Linked DNA regions of Mus musculus: regions 2, 3 and 4 are each linked to region 1. Evidence: chromatin contacts called from public HiChIP or PLAC-seq data. All regions are on one chromosome and are shown on one strand. The core of a region is the stretch at or near the end of the contact, and the rest is flanking DNA. Distances in the headings are between cores, read along the strand shown. Region 1 overlaps Dennd1a (DENN/MADD domain containing 1A). Region 2 overlaps Psmb7 (proteasome (prosome, macropain) subunit, beta type 7). Region 3 overlaps Nek6 (NIMA (never in mitosis gene a)-related expressed kinase 6). Region 4 has its middle 27 kb from the start of Gm13584.

Evidence for each region. HiChIP or PLAC-seq counts read pairs in DNA pulled down with a chosen protein or histone mark.
Region 2: an H3K4me3 HiChIP or PLAC-seq map of embryonic basal ganglia shows a contact between it and region 1, with 5 times the contacts expected there. The contact joins two enhancer-like sites. A contact is called at or near these places in 2 of 15 datasets of contacts at CTCF or cohesin (large pre-B cells and pro-B cells), 16 of 484 Hi-C or Micro-C datasets (the AtT-20 cell line, the C2C12 cell line, cerebellum and 9 more), 3 of 115 datasets of contacts at active chromatin or transcription factors (astrocytes, embryonic basal ganglia and embryonic forebrain) and 1 of 9 other capture datasets (embryonic stem cells).
Region 3: an H3K4me3 HiChIP or PLAC-seq map of embryonic basal ganglia shows a contact between it and region 1, with 5 times the contacts expected there. The contact joins two enhancer-like sites. A contact is called at or near these places in 1 of 15 datasets of contacts at CTCF or cohesin (large pre-B cells) and 2 of 115 datasets of contacts at active chromatin or transcription factors (embryonic basal ganglia and embryonic stem cells).
Region 4: an H3K4me3 HiChIP or PLAC-seq map of embryonic basal ganglia shows a contact between it and region 1, with 5 times the contacts expected there. The contact joins two enhancer-like sites. A contact is called at or near these places in 28 of 484 Hi-C or Micro-C datasets (B cells, the BV-2 cell line, the C10 cell line and 23 more), 2 of 115 datasets of contacts at active chromatin or transcription factors (embryonic basal ganglia and embryonic stem cells) and 1 of 9 other capture datasets (embryonic stem cells).

The regions. Positions count from the first base shown.
Region 1 is chr2:37,817,469-37,820,710 of GRCm38.p6, reverse strand. The region is part of intron 19 of Dennd1a (DENN/MADD domain containing 1A); the gene reads left to right. Among named protein-coding and RNA genes, the nearest start is that of Crb2, 43 kb to the right of the region's middle. Within about 2 kb of position 1,675, at least 24 of the 459 cell types and tissues checked have an H3K27ac peak or open chromatin away from gene starts, as enhancers often do. A contact at or near this core is called in embryonic basal ganglia and muscle stem cells, where this site is marked.
Region 2 is chr2:38,607,626-38,610,867 of GRCm38.p6, reverse strand. All of the region lies in intron 6 of Psmb7 (proteasome (prosome, macropain) subunit, beta type 7), which reads left to right. Among named protein-coding and RNA genes, the nearest start is that of Psmb7, 35 kb to the left of the region's middle. Within about 2 kb of position 1,662, at least 36 of the 459 cell types and tissues checked have an H3K27ac peak or open chromatin away from gene starts, as enhancers often do. A contact at or near this core is called in embryonic basal ganglia, where this site is marked.
Region 3 is chr2:38,550,557-38,553,798 of GRCm38.p6, reverse strand. It overlaps Nek6 (NIMA (never in mitosis gene a)-related expressed kinase 6), which reads right to left. Exons shown (of 10, transcript NM_021606.3): 2 at 3,128-3,242. The coding sequence starts at 3,217. Among named protein-coding and RNA genes, the nearest start is that of Gm35808, 19 kb to the right of the region's middle. Within about 2 kb of position 1,593, at least 7 of the 459 cell types and tissues checked have an H3K27ac peak or open chromatin away from gene starts, as enhancers often do. A contact at or near this core is called in embryonic basal ganglia, where this site is marked.
Region 4 is chr2:38,393,914-38,397,155 of GRCm38.p6, reverse strand. No RefSeq gene overlaps it. Among named protein-coding and RNA genes, the nearest start is that of Gm13584, 27 kb to the right of the region's middle. Within about 2 kb of position 1,730, at least 19 of the 459 cell types and tissues checked have an H3K27ac peak or open chromatin away from gene starts, as enhancers often do. A contact at or near this core is called in embryonic basal ganglia and muscle stem cells, where this site is marked.

The DNA.
Region 1 (3,242 bases), core at 426-2,925:
TGGGCAGCATTCTGTCATGGCAGGGATAAGAGTTGGAAAGTATAAGCACCCTTGAATGTACCCAGGACTGGGCTAGGTACTCCATATCTCATCTATTCTTGTTCCAGCCCACTGAAGGCAGATGTCATTTCCCTTGGTCTTCATAACCAAGACTACAGAGATAGTAAGAGACCAGCTGGCCTTTGAGACCAGACCTACCTCTCAAGTTCTCAACAGATGGCTTTTGGCAGCCATAGGTAGTTGGTAGGGAGCTCCAGGCAGTCTTAGAGGCCTGGGCTCTAGGACAGCCAGGGGTTCAATGTGATTCAAGGCATGGTAGCTCAAGTACTAGAGACAGCTCTTGTGTACTGTAGTCTCATTATTGTGGGAATTGGGTAAACTGTAGGGTGCCCAAGCACCTGAGAACTTGAGGAAGCAATGTTGTCCCAAAAGAAGACTGGGTAGTGTCTGCCTCTGCCCCTAGCCAGGGCAAGAGGTAATTCACTGGCCGTGTTCTTGGGCTTCCCCTCTTCTGCAAGCATACCCACTGAGAGACAGACTAGGAGGCTAGAAGATATGTTGTACGGGACCCAGGGTTCCCAGGCCACAGGGACTATTATGTATTCTGGATGCATTCATAGACACCAGCCCACACTGGATGGAAAGAAACTCGAGAGACCTGGATCATGGAACTCTTAAGGGTCACAGAGAGGACAGCCTGACATGATTCTATGTCAGGATTTGCCAGGTCACTGGCTATAAACATGGCTGAGTACAACAGCTGCTGGCCTGGGTGGAAAAGCCATGGGATGGTAGGCACTCAGCCTTGACAGGAGGGATTGTGTAGCCCAGCACCTGTGGCTGGAGCTTGGCTATGACCAGAGGGTCTGAGGGGTCTTCTTAATAAGGAGAAAGAAAGAGCAAAAGAAAATCATGCTGGTGTCTCCTGGATGAAGGGCAGTGTCTGGAGCCACCAGGGAGAAGGGAGAGGCAGGCTGCTGTGGGCCACATGTGAAGCACTTTATCAGCTATTTATTATTTCTTGCTCACCATTAAAATCAAATGTACTTGGTGCTTTTGTATTCAATACACACTTAACCCTGCCGACTTAGATTTCTCAGGTTTTGAATCCGGTGGGGAATTGGCTGGCTTCCCAACTTTCCTCTCTAGTCCCCCCAAACAGATCTGGAAAGCCCTGTTTAGCATTCTCTCCCCTGGTGCTGCTGAGATCTTAGCAGTGGTGGGCCAGCCCCTGTTGTGTATGAGAGTGGTTTTCCCCTCCACCCAGGCTTCACCCTTGCTAAGCACCCCAGAAGAAGGATGGTACTGCTGAAATACACAGGGGTTTATCTGCATTGTCTTTGATTAAACCAGTTGTCTGTGTGTCTAGGCCTGGTTGTAGCCTGCCACTGCATGGGGTGTGTGTGTGTGTGTGTGTGTGTGTGTGTGTGTGTGTGTGTGTGAGAGAGAGAGAGAGAGAGAGAGAGAGAGAGAGAGAGAGAATGCACCATTACCTCTTAATGCCTGCCTTTGTGGATATCTGTTTGTAAGACTGTATATACACTGCAGTCTCTGAGCCCTGGTGCATTTGGGTGTTTGTCTATAATGATAATCCTACACCAGTGAGGAATGTGTGACTCTGGGTGGGTCTGTAACCACAGGGGTGACTGTCTCTGGTCCGTTGTGTCTTTCCCACCCTCCCTCACCCCTCCCTCCTCTCCCTCCTCTGTCTGTTTTATCATCCCTAATGAAGCAGTCTCCTCCATCGATCCTGCTGATTGCCAACCCATTCCTTTTGTTTGTTGGCGCTGAGCCATTCAGCAGCACTCTGACAGCTCAGCTCGTCTAATTAGCTCTGTTGTTCTTTTTCCCCATGTTTCACCACGTTGCAAGTTCAGTTGAAGTTGCCACAAACTTAATCCCCCCATTTCAGTGGCAAGTTCACATTCTTAACCTGTCTTCATTGTAGTAAGGAGCAGCCCTGTGTGGGACAAGCTGACAGGCCATAATGTCTGACCTTCCTGAACTCAGTCCCCAGGTCCCTGGCAAGGGCAGGAGAGCTCTTCCACCCAGCTGCATTCTCTTCCTTTGTAGGCAGAGTCTCAGGGATCCAAGAAGCCTTGCTGGGGAAACCACTTCCATATGAGAGTGGGGACAGATATAGCCATGTATTTATTCGGCAAATGTTGACCAAATGTCTGTTGAGTGGCAGGCACCTTTCTAATAACAATGACAACCACAGCAGTATTTACTGCTGTTAGATTCCAGACAGTAACATTGGCCTGTCTACAAATCTTGCTGAAGTTCCACTATGTACCAGGCACCTCACAGGATGCTAAAAGGATTAAGACTATCTGCAATCTATCTTCTTACAGGCACCTCCCCTCCTTCCTTTTGCTATTGATAAAAGGGGGCATCTCGATCACAAAGAAGCAGGCAAGCATTTCTGGAGCTCACACTCTGTGCAATGTCCACACCAGTGTGTTACCCACACCCTGTGGTTAAGTCTTAACAATAGCTCCGTGGAAGAAGACAGCATGTTTTGTGGAATGTTCTTGGCCTTTACCACATCTCTGATTTGCCAAAGACGTCTGAGCTCAGACTGGCCGCTCCACAGGAAAATCTTTGGTTTGGTCAGACGTGCGCAGACCTGAGGGTTCCATGAGACTCTATCGAGATTGGTCTTGTATGCAGCCAGCCTCTGTAATCTTGTTCCTAAGCCATTGTTTTGTGTCGCCCACCAGTTGCTGGGGGGCGGGAGGGTTGTTCTGAAGAAGGGTTGTTGTAATGGAGTGTGGGCACTGTCTTTCTCGTCTGTCAGCCAGTGTCTCATTGCAGCTGCAGAGAATGCATGCTCCCTATACCTGCTGCAATGCTGGCTCATCTGCATGAACAGCAGGAGCCACAGAGAGACATTCTCAGCTCTCTTCCCAATCTCTGTGACATTAGAAGTGGTCAGAGGTGATGGTACCATACACAAAGTCACATAATACTGATTAGACCAAATGAGACTCATTCTAAGAGTACCCAGAAATTCACAGCCTAACATCTATCACGGGCTCTGATGGGACAAGGAAGTGGGCATCCTTTCCTCTGTGGCTTCACTATTGTGGCAGCTCAGAATAACCCATCTACCCACAGTGTAGTAAGAGGTGAGTGTAGGAAGCTGCCTGCTGCCCTCGTGTGCCCACTGCCACCGTAAGCTGTGCTTTGTGCAGCATCCACTTTAGCCCTACTGGAAGACAGGGCATACGGTACCCTGA
Region 2 (3,242 bases), core at 413-2,912, 790 kb before region 1:
GCCTCTTATTTTGTCTTCGATTTGCTGTCTAGATGTAGTTACGTAGTTAGCATCAAGAAATCCTGGGTATTATGTGCTTGTTCTAATGTTCTCTAAGATGCCAGAAAGTGAGTGTGTGCTATTTATAAAAAAGTATCAGCTTAACATAAACCCAGTTGAGTACTGGGGACAGAAGAACACTGGGGACAGAGGTCACTTCAGCTATCTTGTCTGTTCATTTTCTTACTTGCTGTTGATTTCTGATTTTTGTTGTCCACCAATGGCCCTCAGGGATTTCTTATCAATGTATGTCTCTGTGCTCCATCTTAACCTCTTGTTCTCCATGTTTGGTGGCTGTTTTTAGGGGCATCTTTCCCACTTGTCAAGGACTGGGAGCACCTTGAGTGCAAGAGATGACAGGAGAAACTCTGTTCTTCAGCTTCCAGCTCTCAGTAGTACTTGTTTGTCAAGGCAGGAGGACCATGAGCTAAAGCTAAATCTGAGTCATCAAAAACCACCTGACGACCCAAAGGGACTTTCTTTCCTTTCTGTCTGGAAAGTTCAGAATGTACTTTTGAGACAACAGGAAGGCTGGCAGCACGCTTCTCTACAGTGCTAGAGACATGCCATTAAGTACTCTGGGGCAGAAGATGGGGCACAGGGCAAGCAAGTGCTCATTGAGAAGGAACAGTCCAGAAAAGCTGCTGTCAACCCAGCAGGGACTTTTAAGCACCCTGAGATGGGCCTCTGCTATCTATTGTAGGTCGTCTGAGCCTTGGGCTTGCCTTCATTGAGTTTCAGAGAAACAAGTAGCTAGCCAGCGAACGCTTATGTAAGAAACCTGATAGTGATTGTTATCCACGGATAGCTGGATGGGGGCTCTAGTGTTAATCATACTGTGGCTTTTCAGATCATTTTCCATTCAGTTTTAAGGAATGTGACTAAAGTACCTGGAAATATTATGTTAGTCCAAGAAGTGCAGACTTGGCCTTGGGGTGAGAAAGAATGAAGCTCTTGGACGGTTAACTTAGGGCACCTCTCCTTCTAGTCCCTTTCTCTATAAGAAGGAATGTTTTCATTTGACCCGGTGAGAAATTTCAACTCTTGAAGATTACAATTCATTAAAATGGGTAGAAGATTAATATTTAGTCTGTCAAGATCAATACTGTCCCCTCTTTGCACTAATTGTCAGAATACTGTGCGAAGGCCGCCGAAGGCTAGCGGTGTGCGGCAGGACCCTGACATCACAGGGAGTGGATTCAAAGGCAAACTGTCCTGCACCCTCTGGTATCGACTTGCAAATTAGCATCTGGAATCTAATTAAACAAGCTTAATGAAAGCAGCAGCTGAATGCTGCTGGAGAAGACAGTCGCCCCCCCCCCCCCCAATACGTATTCTGTGCCGTTGGAGCTGGTCACCAAACACATTGTGAGCACAGTTTAAAAATTAGCATTTATTTGAAGAATAGAAACTGTTTTCATTCTGTTATGCGTTTGGCATGCTCTGACGTCCCATGAGAGCCATGCCACAGCAGATAGTGCACAATATTTATAAATCTATGACAGGCAATAATAGCAACTTGAAAAATTCTTTTGCTAGAATCTCAAGTTGAGAGCTGCCAAAAGCTGAGAGGATCAGATCTGCAGTGGCAGCTGCGTGCCCTACAGTTAGAATTCTAGACTTTGAAGATGCTCAACTTAAAGCAATGAAGACTGCAGGCTTAGCCAATTTTTGCAGGTTTCTAGAGCTCTGGCTCTCTGCCTTTTGAAGATGACTTGCTGAAGCTTCTACCACTGCCTGAGGCATGCTAACACCAGCGGGATCCTTCCCCCAGTCTTAGTGTGGCTTCAGTTTTAAGTAGCACGTGCTTTGTCAGTGCCCACTGTGATGGCCCTTTCTCTGGTTGCAGGAGCGAGTGATGAGCTCTTACCCTGTCCCCTTCAGAGGGAAAGTAGGAAGATAGATGGTGATGCATACAAGTGCCACTTCAGCCAGCTGATTTATGGAGTCATATTTCATTTCTCGACCAGTGCTGGCCTCTAGAGAAGCCCTTGCAGATTGCTAAAGATGTGAGCAGCTATCGCCCTAAAGGCTTGTGGTTATCTCACAAACGTGATGCCAAACACCTAGCTCCTGAAGAAACAGGATTAATCTGTCATTGTGGGCAGCTATAGATCCATTTAAATAATGGAAGACTTGATATCAATATGCTGCTCTGACAGCAAATCTTAGAAGTGATTGTGTGTGTGTGTGTGTGTGTGTGTGTGTGTGTATGTGTGTGAGTGTGTGTGTGTGTGTGTGAGTGTGTGTGTGTGTGTGTGTGTGTGAGTGTGTGTGTGTGTGTGTGTGTGTGAGTGTGTGTGTGTGTAACAGAAGCAAAGCTGCAGACTTCATATCTTCTGTGCAGAGGGACAGTAGTGGCAGAAATCTGCATTATTTAATTCAAAAAAATCTGTTGCGTTTATCATTAGGATGGTCCCAGAGGGAAATGAACATAAGTTCAGTATGGTTGTGGCTTAGGTGCTGGAGGACTAGACTAGGCTGTTGGTCTGTTTTTACTGCACTTACATCATGGCTCCCAATGCATGTCTGCAAGCTAAGTTTCAGAGACCTACCGGTAGTTCGCTGAGAGGATTAGATGTAGGCAATAAAACGCCTTCTATGACAGTGTATACAAAATTGGCTTTCTAAAACATGGTGAATGTCTTCTGGTTAGTAGTAGGTTGAAAATGTCACATAGCAGCCACTAAGAGGATCTCACACTAGACAGTAGTTTATGGTGTAGAGAGGTAAGAGCCTTCCTTCCCATATGAAAGCTCACAGAGAGTCCTGTGTGGTAGACCTGAGTATAGCACAAGTCTGTCATGGAAGTGTTGCTTTTGGGGGAGGATAGTGAATGAGGTGGCTGTAGTTTGAGCCGTTTACTGGAGGTCAGTGTTTTGTAATCTACCCTGTGAGGGAAGGAAAACCAGCTGTAAGAAAATCAGTAACCTGTGTGAGGTTACACACATGGCTACAGCAATGAGGTCAGAATATGAACTTTTACCAGTCTGACTTTGGAGTTGTTTTGCTGGAATCAACTACTGTGTTGTTCTGTCTCTTGGCTCAGTGTGTAATTCTCTGACAAAAGAGTGGAAGATGTGTTACTCCTGGGCCAGTTCAGAGTGTTCCTTTCCACTGGCTAGGTCTTGTGAAGACAGCAGAAAGCCAGGCATATGTCAGAGGGGGGCACACAAACATCAACCTACTTGTCTGGTGAGCTC
Region 3 (3,242 bases), core at 344-2,843, 730 kb before region 1:
GGAGGGTGCATGTCAATCATTCTCTACATTTTGAGACAGGGTCTCTCACTGAAGTCAGAGCTCACCAAATTCAGAGGGGCTGGATAGTCAGTGAGCCCCCAGAGACTCACATGCCTCCCTCTTTCCTGGTTCTGGGTTACAGAAGTACGCCACTGTGTACAACATTTACGTGGATGCTAAAATCTGAACTCAGGTCATGCTTGCACGGCAGGTACACTATTGACTGAGCCATCTTTCCAGCTCCTTGAGTTTTGATAGCCATTAGAATTTGGTCATTAAACTTTACCCATCCACCATCACATCTTTGAGAGGGTTTGCATATAAATTTTGTTCTGTGAAACACACCCATGGACAGCTGCCCCCAGACCCCTGCAGAGTATGCACATGCCTCTCTCCAAATAAAAGTGGACACAGAATGCCCAGAGCAGGTTCCTGAAGACAGGGACATCAGCAGGGATTTCTCACACAAGGAAACCTTCCCCTTTCATACAAGCTACCTGGTTCTCCATGGCTTTCCCCTTTTGACTTTGTATGTCCATTCACTGGGATGTCAGCCAAAGCCTAGCCTTTCTCAGTGACTGTGGACCTCACAGGCCAACGGTAGGATTCAGCAGACAGATTTCCATGTGCTGTTGGCTCCCTTGGTTTCTGTAAAACCACTAGCTTTGGGACTAAAATGTTAACAAAGCCATAGGTGGACTGTTAGGAACTCCTGACCTTTCTGCCTTGAGAGGGTAAATATAACTGTGAGAGCTTTGGCTTTGAAACAATTCATCGTAATTTTTCAATTATAAAAGTAAAGTCTATAGCTGGGTGTGTTGGGGCACACCTTTAATCCCAGCATTCGCGGAGGCAGAGACAGGAGAATCTCTGTGAGTTTGAGGCCATCCTGGTCTACAAAAGTGAGTTCCAGTGAAGTCTGGAGGGCTTTCCAGGACAGCCAGGGCCAGAAAAACCCTGAAAAACCAAAAAGTAAACAAACAAACGAACGAATGAACGAACGAATGGTCTACACATGGCATTTCCTTGACATACATGGTGCTGGGTCCCATGCTGGATGTTTAAATCATATCATGTAAATGAGACTCTGCAGATGTCTCAGGATGGTGGTGCTAGCATTGTCTATGCTCTACAGATGAGAAAACTGAGGCGGAGACACTTTGTTCCCATCCTCAGAGCAGGTACAGCCTCATTCCTTGTTCCAAGGATGGCTTGCTGGGTCACACACCTCCTGCCATAAAGAGACTCCACTCCATTCCAAGCATTTCAGGATGCTGACATGAACAGGTTTGTGCCACACTCCCCGGATGGGGTCAAGACATAGGCACTGAGAGGACTGAGCCTCCATCTCCATCCCAGCCTGGAGCTAGCACAGCACACTTGGCCATGCACCCCAAGTTTTCAAGCCTGGCCAGGTACACAGGTGGGACCAGGGCATCCTTGCCTGACAGCCACTGCCCAGAGCAGCCGACACTGAGTGATTGCATCTAATTACACTTAACTATGTCATCACCCGCTCCAACATGTGCGACAAGCAGCCGAGGACACTGTCACCGCTGCCTCCTCGCCTCGCCTCGCCTCGCACGAGAAATAATTACGGGCCTCTCTCCTCTGCCAAATGAGCCTGTAATTAACCCTAATTGCTCGAAATGCAACTGGCTAATTCTGGGAGATTAATCAAGGGGGATTCGATTGTTAGTGAATGACTTAATGTGACAAATGGCTACATTACCTAAGCAGGCCCCGCTGCCCCAGCCATCAGCGTCATGTCCTGGCCCAGCTCAGGAGCTGTGCCTCCCCAGTTTCTACCTGGAAATTGACCACCACATCCAGCGCAAACCACATAGTTGTCCTGGGACAGTCTGCATACTTGCGCCCACTGTCCATGAGCTCAGGTGTCATCTTTGTGTGGGTCGGTAGTAAGACCCTCTCTTGGGCTGACATAGCCCTATGCCATAGATCACAACACAGCCAAGACTGCAAGCAAATACAAATTCAAAACCCACCTGGCTCTCTGAGCAGCTGTCTGTGCAGTTTAAAATTTGCACAATGGGCAGACCCTTAGTCTTCTACCCAGAACTAGGGTGTCAGAAGCAATGACAGTCTCCCATGGAGCAGGAATATGGCTGTCTTTAATATCCCTCTGATTTATGTCTTACAGCCTCAGGAAAAAGCTGACCCTGCCCACAGGGTCCTTAAGGATCTGGAGCAGGCACCAAGCTTGCCACCCTGCAGGCCACTGTCTGTCCCTTTCTTACAGAGATCATCCCTCTCACTTGCTTCACGGGGACTCTGGAGCTATGGGGGTCCCTTCTGTTGGGTATTTTAATGTTTCTATCCCAGGAGATTTTGTGCTCCCTGAGAGCTGACCTGGGCCTGCCTCATATAGCCACACCCTAGGCGGTCCACTGCACATAAGGGTGTATTTTGAAATACAGATGTATTTCGCCGACTCAGTGGTATAGAGCATGCCTCTGTGCACGAGGCTAGAGACATCCTCCATCTAGTAGGCATAGATGACCCCTGAAGGAGTAAACATCCCAAGGCCAGGGCCACACAGGGGGCATGCGCACGGGTGTGGGGGAATGCATGTGGGTGCAGGAAACACACACAGGTATGGGTCATGAGTGGGAAGTCTCCTCAGAGAGTAGTATCTGGCCTTGTGGTCTGGAGGGAGACTGGGAAGGGCATTCTGGGTCGGGGAACAGTGTGCAAAGGCAATGAGTGTGGCAAAGGCACTCAAAGCCACCTTTAGAGCAGAACCAAAGGCAGCTGAGCCCTCTAAGGCATCAAAAGCCAGGGTGATCTGGGCACAGAGAGGCCATCTCTAGAGCACAAGACCAAAGAGAGCCAAACATAATTCAGACCAAAGCAGAGGTCGACAGTGGCCCAGGACACACGAGAGCTTTCTGTCCATTCCTGTGCCCCTCTTCTCCATGCACAGAGCTGCAGATGTGGAGCTGCCCCTCAACGGAAACCAAACATCTTTGAATAAAGTACAGGGCCACACCCCAGGCCTGGGAGCATCCGGCGCCATGTCTGTGTGGCAGGCTACACAGCTCCCTACAGGTAGGAAAGGTCGAACAAAGGATCCTCAGTGTTCTGGGACACAAGAGAATGGGCTTACCTGTGGGTCTGGAGGGGGTGCAGGCCCCAGTGCATGGCAGAGGTGGTTTGGGCTCCCTCCATGAGGCATGTGGCTGGGCTGTCCTGCCATCCTGCATGCCAGCCTCACGAGGTCA
Region 4 (3,242 bases), core at 481-2,980, 580 kb before region 1:
AGAGAGAGAGAGAGAGAGAGAGAGAGAGAGAGAATGAACAAGAGTGAGAGAGAGAACAAGAGTAAGAGAGAGAGGAGAGGAGAGGGAAAAGGGAGAGGGGAGAGGAGGGAGACAGACAAGAGAGAGACACACATACACAGAGAGACACAGAGAGAAGACTTTCTCCTCCTCCTCCTCCTCCTCCTCCTCCTCCTCCTCCTCCTCCTCCTCCTCCTCCTTCTTCTTTGTAATGTCTCAATAGCTGTAACATCACAGGGAGAGACTGGGTGTTTCCATGGGGCTCCACAGCAGGATGGAATAGTGATACGTAAAAAGTGTCTGCCAGCCGCAAGTCCAACATGGGCTGGCCCTAGGACTTACTCTGACAAACAGGAGACAGGAAGCTAAGGCATAAGTCATCTTCAGCTTCTGTTGCTTCATCCCCACAATGTTCCATGTTATAGCCAGGCCTGTGTTGTGGAACCAGAGGACTGTTCATGCTGAGCCAGGCCCAGCCCACAGCATACTCACCGACAACCTCATGCAGTCCCACAGGTCTCAAAGCATGGCAGAAGCCACCTAGCCAGCCCATGGGAGCCACTAGGTATCTAACACTTCTTGTTTGAATGACATGGGAACCGAGGGGCTCAGTACAGGTAATCCATATACCTAGAAGGTGGCAGGAGCAATGGGGTCTGGATTTAGCTCAAGCTATTCTCGCACAGGGTATCACCTCTACCATTCAATCTTCACATAAGCCAAGACTGACAGGGTAGTTCAGTAGGCATCTCTCAGAAGAGAGAGAGAGAGAGAGAGCGCTGATATCTTTAGGGCTGGAGTTTCTCTCCATCCTGTGCAGAACCCCCATCTGAGTGTGGTAGTGGCATGGTTCTGAATGCAGAATGTGAGTGGTCTCAATAATCTGTGTATGTCACCTGGGTGTGTCTGTGTCTGTGACCCTATGGCATATTACCATAATACCATGGTAATGTAGCCTCTGGTGATTTATGTTTATGGGGTATGTGTGTGTAGGGGGGGGGGGTGTCATGATGGCATGTGTTTATGTGAGAAATATGTAGAGTGTGCATCAGGGATACATATGTGAGGTGTGAAGTCTGTTCTGGTCTGTACCAGGGGTATGGTGTATGTGGAAGTCTGTGGGTGTTGAGTATATAGGGTGTGGTATGCACCTTTCAGATGTGCATGTATGAAGTATATGGTTTATATTGTGTGTTTGTGTATGGGTGTATTATGTGAGATATATGACTCATGTGTGTGTATCTGCATATGTGTGAGATGGGGGGTAGGCAGTGTAGGTGGGTGTTGAGGGTGTTGAGTGTGGAGAGATGTGTTGCGTACTGTGTTGCTGTGTATGGTGTGTATGCTTGTGTTGATATGTGTTTGTGTAAGGGATGTGGTGTATATGGAGGTCCTTGAGTGTTGAATGTGAGAGGGTGTGGCTTGAACTGTGTGTATATGTGTGATGTGTATGTGTGGGGTGTGGGGCTCATGTTAGTATGTGTGTGAGGGGTGTCGTACACGTGGAAGTCTCCAAGAAATGAATGTAAAAGGGTGGAGCATGCATGGTTCACGTTGGTGTGTGAGGTGTTTATGGCTTGAAGCATCGTGTGTGCAACAAGAGAGGAGCCCCGCTGACTGATGGTCTCGGGCGAGTGTTCGTTCCTTGCATCCCAGAATCTTGCTGACACTGATCTGGGCCTGGGAACGTCTTTCCTGAATAAACATGATGTCATTTCCATTCCATTCAGCCTGCGCCGGGACAGCTGCTGTCAGCATCACTGAGGGAAATGCCACCTCGGCCCTGACAGCTGCCACTTGGCACACTTTGTAGAAAGCTTCTCTGGGAAGAAAAAAAAAAAAAAAAAAAAAAAAAACCCCAGCCAGTCATGCAGATGCTATTTAAAGTATGTTGCATCCTGATGAGCCTCGTGGAAGAAGCTAAGTACGCTGAGGGACTGTGGAACCTGGGCTGGGCAGGGAGGTGGGGAGCAAGGCACATGCTCATAGGTCGGGGGGAAAGCTGTCCCTACCTCCCATTTTACAGATGAGCAAACTAGAGTTGAGAGAGGGCAGGGGCTTGTCTGGGACCAAAGAGTAGGTCTCTGACAGAGCACATGGGCAGAGTGTGATGACCAAGACCTTTAAGTCGAACAGAACTTGCTACCAATGGAGAAACTTAGACCCAAAATGGAGGGAAGGTTGGCCCAAGGCCATGCAGATCGCCTCAAAGCTGGGGTAGGAGCTGCTCCATCATCTTAAACACGTGGACATCCTCTGTCTTGTATACAACAGGCGCTAAGCAGGTGCAGATGATGTGATAGTTCATCTTCATGGCCAGCAGACTGGATTTGGAATTGCTTAGGAGACACACTTCTGTGTCTGTCTCTGAGGGATTTTTCAGAAGGTTTGATGGAGGCGGGAAGACCCATGCGGGTGGCTCCATTCTTTGGACCAGGGTCCTGGGCTGAATAGAAAGGAAGCCTCAGCAGTGAGAATGGTTACTGACACAGATGGCTCCTTTATGGTGGCTGTCCCCTGCCATGGCACCAGAGTGCACATCTGCCATCAAATTCAGTGCAGGATTCAGTAAAGTTGGTGAGACAGGGAGCACCTCCTTCTATAACAGGCTGCGTGTGAGATAGCTTCGAACTGTGGGCTAGTGTAGGTGTCTGAGTATGCTTCAGGTGAGCCCAGCTAACTTGACAAATCTCTTTGGCAAAATATCTCAGAAAATACCTTGAGAGAGGAAGGATTTATCTTGGCTCAGTTACAGTTGGGTAACTTGCTCCATTGTTTCATGAGGATAGCACATTGCTATGAACGCCCCTGCTCCCTCCCCATAGCCTGGGACTCAAAGGGAGTGTGACTACAACATTGGGAAGGGGCCTGTGTGTCTTATAAATTTCAGCTGATTTACAGCTTCTTGAATCTGACTAGCCTGCCTCCTCCCTCAGGGTGGATGGTGGGTGGTAGGTGGTGGAATGTTTCAATTCGGAGGAAATTGCTACCAGACAAACACCATGGCAGAAGGGCCAGAGCGAGGGAAAGCTGCTTGCGTCCTGGACACCAGGTACAGAGAGACAGAGAGAAGACCCAGGAGCAAAGTATGTCCTTCAGAAGCAAGGTACCAATGACTGTCCTCCCACCAGTACCTCCCAACCTTGATCATCTATCTGTGGATCTGGCCAACCATGGGATTAGATGAGTAATCACCTATTGGTGAAGCTGTTTTCACCTCAGTG